Linked DNA regions of Hordeum vulgare: region 1 is linked to region 2. The links are chromatin contacts, called in public Hi-C maps. All regions are on one chromosome and are shown on one strand. The core of a region is the stretch at or near the end of the contact, and the rest is flanking DNA. Distances in the headings are between cores, read along the strand shown.

Evidence for each region. A called contact is a pair of places that touch in the nucleus more often than the background predicts.
Region 1: a Hi-C map of seedling shows a contact between it and region 2, with 7 times the contacts expected there. The contact joins the promoter of LOC123408943 here to the promoter of LOC123407901 in region 2. A contact is called at or near these places in 4 of 6 Hi-C or Micro-C datasets (leaf, seedling and an unstated tissue) and 1 of 1 datasets of contacts at active chromatin or transcription factors (embryo).

The regions. Positions count from the first base shown.
Region 1 is chr7H:385,407,977-385,411,895 of MorexV3_pseudomolecules_assembly, forward strand. LOC123408943 (oxysterol-binding protein-related protein 2A) reads right to left here and starts at 2,088. Exons shown (of 10, transcript XM_045101968.1): 1 at 1,655-2,088. The coding sequence starts at 2,035.
Region 2 is chr7H:384,840,768-384,844,400 of MorexV3_pseudomolecules_assembly, forward strand. It overlaps LOC123407901 (DNA-directed RNA polymerase II subunit RPB1-like), which reads right to left and starts at 1,819. Exons shown (of 14, transcript XM_045101142.1): 1 at 1,495-1,819; 2 at 402-665. The coding sequence starts at 1,578.

The sequences.
Region 1 (3,919 bases), core at 838-3,337, 570 kb after region 2:
ATGTTTATTCCCTTAGCAAGCACGAGGCAAACAAAGGAGAAGACAAAAAACAGACACAAGAAAAGGATTTGGTAATTCCAAGAGAAGTCATGTGATTCGGTTCCCTCCCTCTACCTTGAGCCTCAATTAAAGGGTAAAGGCAAGCAAGCAAGCAAAAGGAGCATCTAACAGTCAACGAGAAAACATTTGGGGATCGAGAAAATAGGAGAACCTAGCCTCCTCAACCGAGCGAAGCGACCTGTGCAGCTCTCGGAGATCCACGAGGACGAGGTCCCCCTAATTCAATCCAAGTTGCACGCAGGTCCTCCCTCCGTTTTAGTCCCTCTACCTCTCTATGTGACCACTTAATTTCAACTGTACATCCTTGAATTCCTGGGACCCATGCCCAATTGTATTGAAAAGACCCGGTGCTAGCTATAGCTGGTACTTCTACTAGTGCGGGTGCAGCAGCCGGCAGCTAGTAAAAGGCCCGTGGAAAAGCAAACCTCCCTCAGGACCAGTACAAGCCAAGTCAATAATGCAAAATTCAAAACTGCAACAAGAAATTCCCTGAGCATATACTCCCTCCTCTTAGGAGGTGCACTGGAACCTAAACACGCAGAGATTGGAGTCACTAATGGACAGGACCACTCCTACCATCAAAGTTTCTTTTCTTTTTTCGCTTATTAAAAAAAAACGTGCACAGTAATTAGACACAGACTAGCGGCTAAACCTCATTGTCTTGGCAGCGGTAGCAAATGACATCATTATCAGAAGCTGCGACAAACAAACCTTAGGAATTTGACCAAATCTGTGGAAAGTACAAGGGCTCCATGTCCAGAGATGTGCCTGTGGCTGCGTGATAGAGAAAGGAGGCTAGCTGTGGTCTCTTTTTTTTTGGGGGGAGATTACACCTGAGGGAGAGAAAAATAGCAAGGCCTTTTCGTTCATTTGTGGTTAAGCTAGATAAAGCTAAATTTGGACAAGAATTTGCGCGTGGCACTTGACTGGACCACGGAAACGGTGATTGGTTAATATAAAATCCAACCTTCTGATACTCATAAGCAATATAAAACCCAACTTGTTATTAATTATATAAAACTTTAAAATGTCCATTCAAATCACCAACAAAACAAAAAGACCTTTTAAGCATTTTGATTTGATTGATTCCCTGGTCACCTCTTTTAAGCACCGACGAGAAAGAACATCGAAAACTTCATCAAAGAGAAAGGACGAGAGATGAATAGTTTGGTACGACGATGCACCGCCGGCAAGATGACAAGGAATATCACGTCACCTCGATCCAGCGCTATGACGTGCTCTCCCACCAACCATTTCATCATAAACAAGGCGAAAGCGCGTTCGCCGATGCAAGAACTGGGTACGGGTTAACTAATAAACCTCGGGGAATCTGAGCATTTGATCCAGGGACGCAATGCAATGCGTCAAACGAGGCACTGGATCGAGAGGGGTCAGCACAAGGAAATTCAGAAGAAAATCGCATGGAGTAAGAGACGGGGGTTGAAACGATCGATCAGAAATGTGTAGGCGAAATCTGGAGAGGAAATGGAAATAGAATCTGCCCCCGTCCCCGTCCCCGTCCCCGCCCCACCACGAGGCGGGTGCACACGGACGCCTACAGGCCACGAGGAGAGAAGAGAAGGCAACCACCGACCTTGAGGCACACGACTCCGACGGGCTTCTCCGGGCGGCGCCCCCCAGCGATCCTCGCGGACGCGCCGCCGATCAGCCTGACCTCCCCGTCGTCGGCGATCCGTCCCGCCGCCGCCGCCGCCTCCCCGCCCCCCGCGTCGGTCCGAATCTTGGAGTAGGAGAGCACCCCGTCGCGGAGCGAGAACCAGCGCTCCCGCCACCCGCGGCCGTAGTTGGTCCACTTGTGCAGCACGCCGGCCACCGCCACCGACCCCGGCCCCGGCGCAGCGGTGGCCGCGGCGGGCTCGGGCGCCGGCGTGGGCGGCGCTTCGGGCTGCGGCGGCGCGGAGGAGAGGCAGCAGAGCGCGTGGTGGTGGTGGTGGTGGCTGCTGCTGTGCGTCATCGTCGACGGCTCGACGACGGCGGAGGGGAGAGAGGGGGGGACGGGACGCGACGCTTAGCTTAATTTAGGAGCGGTTGGATGCTATTTATGTGTGGGTCACTCCATCTCGGTGGGTGCTCTGCTCTCTTCTTCCTTTTCACCTTCCTTAATTACTTACTAATGTTTCTTTGTACTACTACTACATTCCGTAAAATATCTAACATGACCCCAACCTCTTTAAAAAGTTTTTTGTTTCTTTAAAAAGTTTCTTTCTTTCCTGTAATGCAATCAAATATACTTAAATCATTTACTCGCTTGTCTATAATTACTTCACAGAAATGATAGAAATGAATACACAAGTAATTCCAAACGGGTGAAAGATATATATTCCTTCTGTCTTAAAATAAATGCCGTTGCTTTAGTATAAAATTTATACTAATTTAATATTAAATTTGCATCATTTATTTTAAGACAGACGAAGTATTTTTTTTATTTTTTCCGTTTTTACAATTCTGCGAATTAAGAAGGGCCCAATACTGAAAATTACAAGGATTGTAGCCACCGCTAGGAGGTGACTAAGAGGGTGTTTGTTTCCAAAGACTTATTGGTTTTGGGACTTAAAAAAGTCCCTATAAGTCCCACCTAAACCAAACACAAGGGACTTATTGGGACTTATTATGGTGATTTGGGACTTATCAAATAAGACTCTCTAATAGAAGCTTATTGAGACTTATTGCTGGTTAGGCCCGCGGAAAAAGTCTCCCGCATCGATCCAGTGGCCGTCGCCCTACCCCTCGTCGCTCGCACCGCCCTACCCCTCGCCGGTCGCCGCCCCACCGCCCCGTCGCCGCCCGGTCCGTCGCCGCCCTCGCCCCGTCGTCCCGTTTTCTGCCTCGGTTCGCCCCCCCCCCCCCCCCCCCCCCCCGCCGCCCCGTTTCTGCGTTGGTTCTTCCCCCCGTCGCCCCGTTTCTGCATCGCTGGCGCATGGTTCGTGCATGTTGCTGGTTCCCTCGGTAGATGAGGTAAACAGAATTCAGCAGTAGTATTGTTGGGTGTGTGCTGCGTGCCAAGTTTGCTGCGTTTCCTGTATAATAACTGAAAAGATAGAACTGGTGACATTTTGGTTGTTCAACTGAAAAATGTCCAGTTTCCTGTTGACATTTTGGCTGATGACGATCCATATTGACTGCAGGTTACCGCGCCATGGCTGATGACGATCCAAAACCTCCACCTAATAAGTTCTATCTTGTGGACTCAGGGTACCCAAATAGACCGGGTTATCTTTCATCATACAAGGGTTTAACCTATCATTTCCAGGAGTACCGTGATGGCACAATGGCTAGAGGAAAAAAGGAACACTTCAATTTCACCCATTCTTCACTTAGAAATGTCATCGAGAGGTGTTTTGGAGTCCTGAAGAACAAGTGGAGGATTTTGTTTCACTCGCCTAGTTATCCACAACAGAAACAAAGCAAAATAATTGTGGCTTGCATTGCACTGCACAATTTTATTAGACAAAGTCAACTCGCCGATATAGATTTCGACTTGTGTGATCAAGATGAAAATTATGTACCATTGTCTATGCCAACGACTACAACAAATGATTCAACAAATGAGATGGACAGTGCTGCTATGAATCAATTCAGAGCTTGGGTCGCTGATGGGTTGTGGTCCTTGAAACAACAATGATATGAAGAAGTGTTTTTCGCTTATGTAATTTCTGTTATCTCGGTTGTTATGTACTCTCTCTTATTTTGGTTCTTATGAACAAGTGTTAATTCGTTTGTATGAACAAGTGTTATGAACAATTGTTATTTCGGTTGTCATTATTCTGCAATTCATTTGTATGAACAAGGGTTATGTGAACAAGTGTATTTTATTAGGTGCAACATGGGACTTATAAGT
Region 2 (3,633 bases), core at 569-3,068:
TATCGGTCGGGTGCTGAGTAGGGATAAATAGGCAAATTTTCCAGTTAATTGGCCGATAAATCAGTTATTCGGCCAATAAATCAGTTAATCAGCTATTTGATGACCCACCGAGATGCCAATTAACTGGCCGATATTTGGAACAATGATCATGTATATCATCAGTCCATAACAAACGATGCAAGAAGTCTAAATCAGTTGCATGTACAGGTTTATCGCACCTAACCAAAAAGATTCTGTGAAGTGAACAGATGCAAATTGGACAAACATAAGTGAGAATTACGATTGTTACGATTTCAGTTTAGCTTGTCTGGCACATCAGGGACTACTTTCAGTTTACCTTAGATATGCACCAAACAACAACCTAGTAAAATGCACACCAGACGGACAGAGGGATCACGTACCTCATCCGCCAGGATCTTGGAACAGTTGAAGCACACACAGCGCATTATGGAGAGTACAGTCTTGATGAAGCCAATGTGAAACATTGGCTTTGCAAGCTCAAGGTGGCCAAAGTGGCCAGGGCACTCAGCCATCCCAGCCATACACGTATCACACTTGATCTTCCGGTCAATGGTACCCAAACGAGGGTCACTCAAACCCCCAGGCTTTGCCTTCCCCCTCTCCATAGTCTCTGCATGCTCTATAACCACCACTGACATTTGTCTCTACAAAAAAAAAAAGCAAAGCAACACAAAATCTATCAATTCAATTATACACATTTCGTTGGGCACTCCATACGGACCAGATGAGGAGGCACTCCTCCCACCATCATTACAACGGTCAATGGTCTTTTGAACTAAACAAATCATACTATTAAACCATCTCAAATCCATCTTATTAGATATATTCTGCAAATTTGTAGTACAAGACGAGCAACCGGATGTGTGTAACCTTATTAAAATTTCTATTGAACATGACCCAATCGAAAGCACTGTAAAATCATGTGTAATGATAAACAAACTGTGCAAACTGCTAAGCACAACCAAACTGCCAAGCTCATAGCAAACACAAATGCCTCACAAGTAATGAGAACATTTGCATTTTGTTGGATTGGTTAAAACTTTGATGTACATATAATACAAGTGCGAAGTTGAACTCGGCCAAATATCCCACTTGAATAGTATTACATGGAGTACAACTTGTAGCTCAAACCGAACTAGAGACTTACAACCAATCATTTTGCTCAGAGTTTAACTAGTTCCCCAAGTTGGCAAAACACCCACTCAACCAAACAACACGCATATAGAGTATATATTGTTCAGTGTGTTACAATGGATCAGCTTCAACATATATTTGTCAGATCAAGCTCGGCCAATTTGCTACCCAAACAACACCGCATATCGAACTGAAGCTAACAACCAGCAACCCGATGACAGTTCATCCAGAGCTGGAAGCTAGCCAAGCCCACCCAAACCAGCTCAAGCTTCAACTCCACGCAGAGAGAAGAGAAACGAAACAGAGGCGGCGGTGGGGGTGGGGGAGGCGAGGTATTACGATTTCATCCGGGCTGAGGATGCCGAACTGCACGAGCTGCACCTTGGCCACCTCGGCCGGCGAGTACGGGAACCTCGCGTCCATTTCACCCCCACGGCGGCGCCGGCGCCACCTAGGGTTTGGGTCTCAGATCCCGCCGCCCACCGCGAGCGCGCCGCCGCCCGAAGCCTGGGCGGCTGGGCCGCACGGACAGTCACTGTCTGGGGCACGCTAAACTTTTGGGCGGCTAAAATCGAGCTCGAGTGGGATCGATCCGACCGGTCCTCGCCTTCTCCGCGAAATGGGAGGGGAAAGGGGATCGGGAGAGAGTGCGTCTGAGAAAGAGGAGAACTGGGCGAGGGTGGGGCTTAACTTATAGACGTATCCTGCGCCGGTCGGGCTATAGTGCGCCGGTGGGCGCGTGGACCTGTGGAGACGGTGTATCGATTCATCACAGTGTAGCAAACGCGGTGTAGGTGGACCGGGTGCGGGGAAGGAGGAAAGAAGGGAGTCACGGTGAGGCGGCTATGGTGCCAGTGCAGTGCAGCGCTGGATGTGCAGTGGACGGTGGAGATGAGAGTTTTGGGCGGGGTTTCCGTCGGGTCAATGCGGAACTGTCGAGAACCTGAGAGTGGCCGTGGACTCGTCGATTGTCGTGGTTTTGCTATTTTTCGGTCTATACGTTCTAATCTTTATTTTATTTTATTTTAACAGGTGTTCCTATCTTTATGATAAAGTCGAGGTCAACGATGACACATTGTACAGAAAAATTGTGTTGCATGCGACGGCCAGCAACACAATAAAACCATGAGTTGGGTGAATCCAAATAATCACAACCATTCAACCACCTATATCTAACACCACATGCCGTTTCAATGAATCATCCATTACATCACTTATAAATTAAAAACACCATTAATTGTATTATTTGTAAGAGCATGTCCAATATCATGTATACATTTGAATGTCTATATATTCATATAGATAATGGTCTAAAAAGTTTTCTTATATATACATCCAATTTTACACCAAAACGTTTATATACCGGATCATGACCTATGGGCCTTCATTAGAGAGAGGGAGAAATCATGATTGTAGTTGAGTTTGTACGATGCATTCACGTTGTCCACGTGTGGACATTGTCGAGGTCAATTTAGAGGATGCGCATGTTTGGACGACCATATAGACAAGTTGTTGGACGCTTGTTTCGGACTCACGTCGTTAAAAACGAATATAGACGTTCATATAGACAAGCTATTGGAGATGCTCTAAGGCTGGTCGTAATGGAGAATATCATATACTAGTATCATGCATATGATATTTGTGTATGATAGTATCATATGTTAGTATCATATATTACTCACAACTTAGTATAACTTTGTACTAGAACTAGTACAAAGTTGAGACACTTATTTGGGGACGGATGGAGTAGTATTTTATTTATTATCATGCATGACATATATTAACATAGCATTTATTATGATACAGTATTATAATATGATACTCAACTTTTTCTTTCTTCTTTTAATTCTATATCACATCATCAAAATTGTCTATAGTTGATATGCATGATAGTAACTATGATATTCCCATTACGACCCGTCTAAGTGATTTTGAAAACAACATTAATTGATAATTGTAACCGTTTTTAGAAATAGAGCATTGATTGTGCTTAGTCTTGGAAACAACATTAGTTGCAAAAATAATCTTTACTAGAAGGGTTGGGTGTACTTTACTACGTTTTTGGTGTTGTTGACTTCTTAAAAAAACTATTCACTCTCTTTCAGAATATAAGGTGTGTTCCTTTTTTGAAAAGTCAAACTTTTTAAATTTGATCTAATTTGTAGAGAAATATATCAAATTGGATTCATTATGAAATGAATCTCCATACTTTTTTGTTTAATATTGTGGATGACGACATTTTTTGCCCTAAAATTTGTCAAAATTAAAGAATTATAACTTTTCAAAAAACTAATACCCTTATATTTTGGAACTGATGGGATATTTAGTTTGGCGGGTGGGGGAGATGATGGAGCGTGTTCTATTTTTTTGCCTATAACTAGATCATGGATGGCGCGCGTTGCTGCGCCCATCCATTTCTTTGATATAATAATAGGAATTATGTAAATATGAGGAGACATGGAAGATGAAGTTTAATTT